Regions from separate parts of the Acanthopagrus latus genome. Here region 2 is linked to region 1. The links are chromatin contacts, called in public Hi-C maps. All regions are on one chromosome and are shown on one strand. Each heading gives the region's core, a stretch centred on a gene start, on an enhancer-like site or on the middle of the called end of the contact. The rest is flanking DNA. Distances are from core to core; before and after follow the strand shown. Region 1 holds the start of LOC119010753 (calcyclin-binding protein). Region 2 holds the start of selenot1a (thioredoxin reductase-like selenoprotein T1a).

Region 1 (5,289 bases), core at 2,060-4,559:
GGCAAGCTTAATATCCATCAAAGTATTATAAGCATGACTTTGGCAAATGTACACTTGAAGACATCTTAAATATCAGCTCAGTTTGGCTGCGCAGAACAATATTAAGATGTAACTGTACAGAACAAGTCTCATATGTTTCATTCACTCTGGTCCAAAATTATACTATGAACTACTGACAGACATATATCTCAAGAAAAACAACTGCATTGTGGTCCTTTAACCCATGAAATCTAGATTTTCAAAACAAAATAAAAGTGGCAAAAACTTTTTTTTTTTTTGCCATGTTAAGGTTGCCATCTGCTGGACAGCACACTTGTGCCTGGGCAGGCATTTTCTGTGCAATCTGTTGAGAGGTTTATGTTTTATGTCTCATGACTCTCAGAATACCAGGGCCAAAAATGAGGGGCTAAGACATTAATCCCAACATCTTATGTATGATGATTTATATATGTATATATCGGACATAAGTTTCAACCCACAACATTTAATATTCAAGTCTTGTCAGCTGCGTCCCTGGCGGTTTTCAGCCCGTCCTGCTGTGGAAGAGCAGTGAGTGCATTTCAGAAGTCCATCATGCCCTCTCCTCGGACTTTTTTCTCTTGGGACTCTGACCAGGCTTTGTTGATGGTTCTCTTCATCTCGTCGTCTCCCTCTGAGTAAATCTTCTTCAGCATGTTCATCAGGCCGTCGCCGGGGTCTGCATTGTCATCAACAGCGGGTTTCCTGTTGAGGGACAAAATGAAAAACAGTTTCTACCTGTTTCTCGGAATGGTCCCATTCATGTCCTGTATGCGCACACTCAAGGTTGCAGCACATATAGCGACACCTGGCATGCAGATGTGATACTGCGCTTCAAACACCAGTCTGACATGAGTAGGAGAATGGGGGAGACTGGCCGACTGAGAAATTTGTTTTAACAAAGCTGCTCACAACGTTGTTTATTAGCCAATGAAAACACATCAGTAGTAGTACCATTCATATGCATCATAGACACTGTACAGTTACTTGAAGGGTGCAGTGGTCTTCCGTCAATAACAATTACTGCTTTGTTCAAATTATTTCACTAAACTCTATCATTATTTCTTTGAACTTACTCTTTGTCTTTCGCCAGCTTTTCCACCTTTGTTAGGTACTCCCACTTCTTTGCTGACTGCTTCTTGCACATGACCAGGACCATGTCTGTTTTGATCTGTTGAAGGGAGGAAAAATGGTTTCAGGCGTTTTTCGAAAAGCCAACAAGACTCCGGTGCTTTGTTTTCAAAACAGAAGATGGCCTACTGAATCCAAGTGTAAAATGCACATCAACAATGAGCCTGAAATTCAGCAGTTGGGATGAAAAAGGACAACTTGATTTCTCTGATGCTGCTGGATTTTCAAAACATTTAGGAACTGCCGAACACAACTGTCATTACAAGTCATTAAGTATGGTCGGATACTGTTTCAGTACTGTCACCGTACTGAATGGTACCAAACACCAGCCATCCGTACTTTATTAAACCTTTCTAAAGGAAAAAAAAGTTTCCATGTTTAAAGCGCATTAACACAAGTATCAAGCTTCAGAAATCGATTGAAGATGCCATGCTTATGCATATGTCTATCAAAAACTCAGTCTAATTCTTAAACTGATGAAAAGGCTGTATTCACCTTTTTATAGCTCTCCTTTTCATCAATTGGGTATAACAGGTTGAGGACTGTCATCTGATGGTTTTTCCCACCTAGATCCTTCACTAACACAGAGAAGGACCTACAAAAGAAGGAATGAGAAAATATGGTTATTAACATGAGGAATAATAAACACTGTGTATATGTATGTATGTTGATGACCAGCTTACCCTTCTGTAAAGTTGACTTCCACGTTCTCTGATGGAATTGTGTGCACATCCTTCAATGTGAGGTAAATTTTGACGAATTTCTCTGACTGGTCCCAAGCTGCACAGAAGAGGCAAACATGTGAACACTTCTTCCTCTGCACTCACACGAATGACCGGCAGTCTTACGAAACAATGGTACCATACCATAGTTGGTGATCTTGACTGTGTACGTTGCTTTAGAGGCAGCAGACGGGTCTGCCGCTCTCCTGGCTTGTTGCTCCTTCTGTTGGCGTTTGACTGAAAGCTCCTTCTCCACCTTCTTTTGCTCCTGCTTCAGCAACTCCTGCACTCTTTTCCTCTCTGCCTTCTCCAAGAGGGAGCCCAGCTCCTGCAAATCTGCCTCCAGCTGGTTGATCTGTATTGAAGAAAGAATTAGACTTTGGAGAAACGTGCATCCCTGAATTTTTTGACACCGGCAAGAAGCTTGTGTTTTCACCCATGTCTCTCTGTTTGTCACTGGGTCACATGGCATTGAAGCTATTGACAATGCTGAATTTTCACAATTAATGTTCATATAAAATGCTGTGCGTTAAAGTGTATCTTATTTGTCTCATTAATTAATATAATTAGGCATTGATTTGGAGTCACTGGGTCACATTCTATTGAAGAAAATTATTTTTTGCAAAATGAATACGTTACACATCAGCAAAAAACGCCGCTGGGTGTCTCCGAGTTGAATGTCTGCCCAGCGTCCCCCCTTAAACTAACTGGATCCCGGTAGGTAACTTGAGGTCTTTGCTCGTCACGGGATGTCAACATAACGTTACAGCTTCATTGAACCTTGGTCCCTATACTTAAGTTACTCAATGCATCATTGCCGCCCCCACCCTTGTTTACTTTAAGCCGTACATTACAAAAAAATCCCTCGAGTTACATCTCTATACCATGATTACAAATAATGACAGCCGACATTAGCTAGCGTTAGTTACACACTACCCAGATGTTCTAGTATGTTCTAGCTAGCTAGCTAACTGGCTACAGTTACTGACATAACATTATCGCCACACACGAGTGGGACCATGTGTATGTGTATTTATTATATTTTACAACACGCGTTTTAAGATCGATTTAAAATGAAGATAGATACTTTTTGAAAGTGCAGATTAAAATAACAGACACTGCTAGGAACATCTTTTTCGCTGTGGCATGCTAGCTAGCAAAGTTAACTCATGTTAGCTAACTTAGCATTGATCGAACTGGTAGTTTTTAATGCTAACGCCATAAACCCAAGTCCTGCCCTGACAACCTGCACTCAATTGAACAAGGATACGATGTTTACCTGCTCGGTTAGATCCATTTGGGGATTTGTGTTTATCAGTTAATGTAAGCTGGGTTCAGAGATGTGTGCGTTCAGTGTTCTCTGCCCTGAGAGTCTGCGGCTATTGTTTCTTCTTCTTTACGATAAGTGGTGTACGGACCGCCAGCCTACAGGCGCACCACCGCCACGTACCGGTAGGAAGTGTTAACAGCCATAACATAAAAACATTGTAATTGTTATACAGTATATTTATGGAGTATGAATCCATAAAGGAAATACATTGAATCCGTACATTTTCGAATATTTCTTCAATTCAATTTAATATCCAAACACCATCCTGTATTCAAGACAAGTAGATAACAAATTAACTTTCTTTGGGTTTCCTCAGTTCAGTCTATAATAGTCCACCCTGACCCTACCAAAAGTGCAATTAAACTGATTTTCCAGACAGGCTTACTTTAAGACATGACTCAAGGATAACTAATAGCACTATTAATGACCCATATTCATTCATGACTTCTTTCAAAAACTATCAAGGCCTTGACTTTTTCCTCAGATTCAAAAACTTCCAAAGATTTCAAGTATCCATTGGAACCCTGAAAACTACTCATGAGCCAAACATAAACAACCACATAATAAATTTGAAAGGGAAGTCATTCAAATGGATTGTTTGACTTTGTACTTTCTAACCATGCAAAGATAAAATATTGCAGGTTTCTTGACCATATTGATATTAAAATACTCTAAAACATTGCTACTTCATGTTTCAACTATTACATTCGAAAAACAACTGAGGCACTGGAGGAAAAAGTTTTATAATGTACAACATTTATTCATAGATTTCTGAGTTACATGTAAGTATTCTCCAACAAGGAGTAACATTTATATTTTTGAATTGTATGTTTTTTGTTGTTCAGAAAAAAAGAAAATATAAATATAACAGGAGATTGAATGTGGATGTCCTGTTCGTCTGATCGATGTTTCACAGCCAACTGCAGTGTACCATGGTCACCACCTCGCCCTGAGTATACCAGACATCTGGTTGTGGTCAGCTAGGTGACGGAAGACAATCCGACTCAGTCTCCACCTGCGCTTCACTCCACGAGGCCTGGAGGTCAACACACACCTGTTGCGTATCCTCACAGGGCAGCTGTCCCTGGGTAACGCTGCAATTTCTTTATCTGCCAGCTCCTGCAAAAAATATTAAACAAGCAAATTCAACAATTATTGGCATTTGAAATTATTTGGAATCACCCTAGTTGTTGTGAATCACATCCTTTAAACTGTACACTCTGAACTATTAATTAGGACAACAGAAATTAATGGAAAAGCAACATGATATAACAACCCATCACAATCTGTTTCTGGTGAAATCTAACAAATGACAACACCAACTTAAATTCTATGACACGCAGAGTAAAAACTGGAATATTGCATCATACCTGAAGCTCTTTAGGCAGGATGGTGTTCTTCCTCAGCGCATTGATCCGGAGCCTCTCATCAGCGTAGTCGAAGGCCATCTGTCTTCTCTTGACGTCCCTCACCATCCTCCAGTCAACGTAGTAACTCCTCACCTGCTCCACCGCACCCCAGCAGCTCCTCAGGGCCTGCGCACGATGTTCCAGTGGTTGTTATTACTTGACAGCTTATATTACGCCCCAGTGTACACAGATCATCCACAGTGCTATGGACTACGGATTTTGGGGCTCCCTTACTCACATTGTAGTGGCAGTTTCTACCCTATTCAGTTCTCTATCTATCAAATATGACCATTGTTGATGAAGACAAAATAAAGAATTGAGAAGAACCTGCAATTTGTCAGCTGGAGGAGAAAGAATTCTTTGAAATAGACAGAATCCCTTGATTCTTAAGCTGTCATTTGTTTCTGTAGTTTTTTTATAGACTGTAAGGTCTACAGTCTGACAAAGTTTCTTACCAGCATAATCTCTTCTGTGCTGTCAGAGGACAATGATATTGTTCAAACTGTGATCATGCAAAGATTGTAAATAGTAACATTTTTAGCCTTCTTATGGATGAGATACTAAATCACATATGTTTTTGAACACCCCTGATAACAGAAGATAATAGAAATCTTCCTCCTTGGCCTCATGAATGTATTATTTATGTTGTAAATACAGTATATTGTTTCCCTACTATTTA
Region 2 (5,289 bases), core at 1,053-3,552, 190 kb before region 1:
CAGACCACAATTTAATAAAAACTTGAGAACTTTGATTTCAGTTATTGCATTAAATATATAAATTAATTTCAATGACCTAGATCTGTTTTCAAATATGTTCAAAGCTTTGATTTTCTCTACTCAAATTTAGACTTTCAAGAATTTCAAGGGCCCATGGTAACAGTGACTAATACAGTCAAATATAATCATTCAACTGTTTGGTCATTTTGAAGGATGTAGTTTGTGGTGCTGTTGAATTGTTCTGCATTTTACAGAAAGGGGTTCTGATGTTAATACTATCCCTAATAGTTTAAATATGGAGGACAGAATAGTAGGAACAACTAAGAAGATTCTATGTGACGACTATGCTGGATTAAGTTATTGTAATTCACATTATCACCCCGATAATCATTATCATCATTGTGGAGGAAACAACAGGGTAGTTGTGCCTTCAGCAAAGGTGGGAGGGTGAGGATTTTACAATGACTAGAAAGATGAAACAATTCAAAGGAAGTCAACCTACAATGGGGCTCTGTGCTACTGAAATACAGCTTTTTCAAGTCACTTGTGAGGATATCCAAAATGATTGTTTTTATTGCAATCCATGATAAAATCTTATTTTGTCCCATCCAAAACTAAAACATTGTGATCTACATAAAAGGAAAGAGTTATTGCAGAGCAGCTGTATTAGACTATTAGTTTTAGCTAGATGTGCCGAATAACCTGGCAATTGAGTGCATGTCAGTCACAAACACTTCCCTTAAATGAACTACAATCAAAAGTGAAAAAGAAATCCCTGGGGTTGATGAGTGTAAGAATGTAGGATGTGATTAATTTCTTATAATAAACACACATTTATAACATGATGCACCTTTGACCTTAACTTTGTCATCTTTAGATCCAGTGGTTTTGTCTCTACAACTACCAAAGACATATCCACCACCCGATAAGACTAAACTGCATGGGAATTCCAGTTCTACAGTCAAATCGCAGCTAATCCCATTCAGCTTTAACAAATCTGGATATAATCCACTTGTAACAAAGCAGACAGACAATCTCTCTCTCTCTCTCTTACCGGTAGAGGGGTATGGGAAGATAGTTCTCCCCTTCAATGCGGATGTCTGGGTACCGCTGGTACAAGGCCTGCGTGTACTCCTCAAACACCCGCTTGTACCCTCAGGATATGCTGTGTGAAGACAACCACACCGTTAGAAAGACAAACACGGACATTAAGCAGCCACAGCAACTGACAACGAATTAAGCCTTTAGATCGAGTTTGTGTGAACTGCAGATCGCTTTTCCTGTTCATGGAAAGTTTTGGTGGCAGTGTGAAATTCCTGTTAGAAGCATGTTTAACCCACTTCCCATTCAGTACTCGCCAATGCTACATGCCTCTTTATGGCACATGTCTGCCGTTTGAATTGTGTTCTTGTTTACTTTAGTTACAAGGTTGCACTAGATGTGACAATATGATTAGCATAACCCCCTGGTTACTGATCAACACGTTACCTTGTTATTGTTAATGATTTATAATGTATAGCTAGCTACGTGCTGTAACCAGTACCTTTCCGTGAGATATGCTAACTTCCCAGCATGATTCAAAATGTTTAAATGGCATGAAATAATTCCAGGCAGACTGAGCACCCTACATGGATTTATCATAATCCCATTGTCCATCAGATACAATGAACATGTTAATCCATACCACGAGGAAAGGCAATTTAACCAATAATGTTACTACCTTTAAGCGATAAGACAACTCGAAGTAATCTACATAACACAGAGAGACATTAGGAAATTATGTATAACACTGGCTAGCTCACGTAGCTGGATTTGACGTTAGCTTGGTAACTCGCATGTTTGACAGCGGAAGCGGAGCCATGTTTCAGTCGGGAAACGGGCAAAAACACGAGATCCTCCACAACAAGTTTTGACCAGCGGTTGAGTGATTTCGTTGATAAATAACTAGCAAAACGTGTACGGTGCTCAGACAGTGTGATAACACGAACCACCCTCATGTGAATTAGCTAGTCCCTTCCGAATGTCGGCCCGTCGTTGTTGTTAGCCAGGGAGCTGAACGCTAGCTAGCTAGCTCGCAATGACTCGCCAGATTTTACCGCTCGCACGCTCACCAAATTTGAAACTTGAGAAGGGGTCCCGTGGCGAACTGCATCTTCATCTTCTTCACGCCGCTGCTGTCACCGGCCGTGGCGCAGCACAGCGAGAAAACCCCCAAGACGAGGAGCGAAAAACGCAGCCACTTCATCGCGATCCGCGTTCCGGGGTCTGTTTCCTCACTTGGTCAGACGGAGAGGCGTGTTAATAACGACGGTTGGTTACTGGTTGGTTCCTCCTCTTCCTCGCGCTCTAATCTTGGATTCCACACATAGCCGGCGCCGACCGCCCCCGCCCCCTGCTGGTGTGGCGGTTCAACTGTACTACACCGTGTACATTATATAGTGAGTATTTTTAAAAACGACACCGTGTTTACAATTTTAATGAGGTAATAACTATTGTTGGGCACGTTACTTTCAAAAGGCAACATATTACATAGTACTAGTTCCCTTCATTTTTTCTAAAAGATATATTACAATATTATTGTCTGTGTAGAGACATATATTACTTATTACACTACTTTTAGTTACTAACTACTGAACCTAACTTTGTGCATTATGTTGGTTCTCTTTAATATTTTGTTAAAAAATGAAGCAGACACTGAAATGGGGAAAATAAAACAAGCTTAGTTGTCTTGCAAGTTAATTCCTCTCAAATGCTTGTGAGCTGGAATCTTAAGCAATCTGTATAAATTATTGAAACTCGTTCGTAATCAGTGCTCCTTTTTCGAACTGTTGTGAAGCCAGAGGATATCATATCATATTTTCAGGTGTGGTGTAGGTGCAAATCCATAAACTACATACAAAGTTTATATTAATACACTCTGACAAAACTGTGATCACTTCTTGCTTTATTTGAGTCTAAAAAGTAAATACTGTGCATCCCTTCGATCACGTTATGGCAAACATCCCCTTATATGTCATGTCAAATGTCTGGTAAAAGAAATGCCACTCAAAAGAGCCAAATGTGTTTATGACTAAAAGAAAAATACACTTTATTATTTTTGATAGAATTTCTGCTGCTGCTCCCAAAGTAGCATCCAACTTTATTCATGGTAAAACATCTACAGCGAAAAGTGCCGCATCAAACAATATACACCAGGAGATCCCAAAATGGTTTCTTACAAGACCTGCAATATTTTCAATGAGATAGTGTCTAAATTAAAGTTCCTTATTTAAGTCCATAATACAATAAAATCAAAAGGGAACTGCTTTAAAAGGTTTTGTAAATGGTGTGTAAGTGGGTTTGTGGGTTCGTCTTAGTGTTTCATCATCGCCAGACTCTCCTGATCCACAGCAGACTGCAAAGCCAACACCATGTCTGTGGATGACAGATGACACTTAATGAACAAAAGGTAAAGCACACGGAAATCCAAGATGTTGGTGTTTTTATGTAATGTTGTTGGTGTTTTGCTTATTCAACATTTGATGTTAGACTGGAATATTTTGCTAAACTAACGGAAAACCAAGATCAAGCTGTGGATTTTACCCAGTATCTTCCGAGAATGATCCACCAGGTCGGGAAGTTCCTCCTTGATGTTGTATGAGGTTTGCTCCATCGCCTTGACAAAGTCATTTACCCTCTGAGAGACGAAAGGGATTAATGTTTGAGGACTAAAGCAAAAAAATAAATGAATAAACTTGGCATTATTACTTGTATGTTGTAAAGAAGAGAAGACGTCCTCCAACTCTACCTTCAGTTCTACATAGACTTTCTCCTCCAACTCTGTCACTTGAGATATGGCATCATACACACTGGCATCCACAACAGATTCCTATAAAACACACAGTAAACAGCAAAATTAAGCCAACTATAAATACACTAAATCAACATAAACTATGATCTCAATCAATCTCACCTCCTCTGTGGAGCTGTCCAAAGGCTCTTGTAGCTTGGCTGCTCCACTGGACGTGGAATTGCCATTCAGTTCCTTCACTCTGTCATAGAGAGGAGGAATACTCTATGTTTTAAGTTTCTTTACAAACAAAATAGGATTTAAATCACAAAAAAATATCCAGGAGCACCATAAAGTTAAACTTCATTGGCTAACTTTGTACCTGTCAGCATAACGTAGTGTGTTCATTGTGTATTCACATGAAGCCATGCCCGGAGAGACCATGGCAATCTGTGGAAGGAGACGAGGACAAAGACTCACACCACTGTTTGTGTGCTTGATTGGCCCGCATCTGCTTTTGAATGAAATCAGACCATAAAGCACTAAAAGCCAAAACATACCATGCAGGTCTTGGACTTTTCTCCAATGAAGGAATCTCTGAGGACCTTGGTCAAAGTGCTCATCCTGAAAGGAATGTGATCACTGTTCTTTCCCAGTGAACGAATGCACTCCTACAGGACACAAGAATGAAAAAACAGTCATGTAAGGTATGACTTTTAACATTCTTTTAGATTTTGTGCATGCATAATTGCCAGTGATTCGGTCTAAATTTGACAAATTGGAATGGAGTGGAAATGGACTCTTCTCTATTTGCAGCTCACAGCTACTTATTCAACTCCACTGCAGTCTACCTTGAGAGCCAGCAGGCTGCGGTTGATCTCTGCAGTCTCAACCAAAGTGCTGCGGTCATTGCTGCTGACGTCTGTGCCACGCTCGTTTCCAGCCAAATCGACCAATGAAAATTTGCCGTGCAGTGTGGAGGTGCGGTCGTTGCGTCGCAGGACAATCTGGAGGATGGCATGAGAGCGGGAGGAATTGGCATTTGCAGAAGTCTGTCCAGATGTTCTAGATTGACAGGAAGAGAGAAGAGACAGAAACGCAGAGATCAGAGTTTTAAGTAGTTATTCTTTTTTTTACTTTTATTTTATTGAACCAGAAGTTGCACTTGAATAACTGACGCGAAACCGTAAACATATTTAATTAATGTGCTGCTCTGATGTTATACAAGTAAGAAAACATTCAAATAATGATCCAAATTGAGCACAATCTTATCCATAGGGTTAACCATATTCCATGAATAACATTTAACACTCGAGTACCTGCATGCACTGCCCATCTGTATCATCTTGATGACCTCCTCTGCTGCGGACACGTAGACCTCCTCCAGGCCCACCACCTGAACCTGCTGTCTTTCATCCTCCAACACCCGGAGCTTGGCCTTCTTGTTCAGCAGGTCGTACACCTAAAATCCAAAAATATGTTCCAAATATGTTAAGGATAACACTTGACTACACTGACAT

What was found. A called contact is a pair of places that touch in the nucleus more often than the background predicts.
Region 2: a Hi-C map of muscle shows a contact between it and region 1, with 5 times the contacts expected there. The contact joins the promoter of selenot1a here to the promoter of LOC119010753 in region 1. A contact is called at or near these places in 3 of 4 Hi-C or Micro-C datasets (liver and muscle).

The regions. Positions count from the first base shown.
Region 1 is chr21:20,164,128-20,169,416 of fAcaLat1.1, reverse strand. LOC119010753 (calcyclin-binding protein) reads right to left here and starts at 3,309. Exons shown (of 6, transcript XM_037083174.1): 1 at 3,151-3,309; 2 at 2,016-2,226; 3 at 1,833-1,929; 4 at 1,645-1,744; 5 at 1,095-1,189; 6 at 1-723. The coding sequence starts at 3,168. The coding sequence ends at 561. mrps14 (28S ribosomal protein S14, mitochondrial) reads right to left here. Exons shown (of 4, transcript XM_037083175.1): 3 at 4,572-4,736; 4 at 3,936-4,320. The coding sequence ends at 4,138.
Region 2 is chr21:20,350,686-20,355,974 of fAcaLat1.1, reverse strand. It overlaps selenot1a (thioredoxin reductase-like selenoprotein T1a), which reads right to left and starts at 2,302. Exons shown (of 6, transcript XM_037083574.1): 1 at 2,112-2,302; 2 at 1,055-1,165. The coding sequence starts at 2,245. kif2c (kinesin-like protein KIF2C) reads right to left here. Exons shown (of 23, transcript XM_037085306.1): 16 at 5,089-5,231; 17 at 4,621-4,834; 18 at 4,330-4,440; 19 at 4,152-4,219; 20 at 3,953-4,031; 21 at 3,788-3,868; 22 at 3,583-3,676; 23 at 3,060-3,414. The coding sequence ends at 3,353.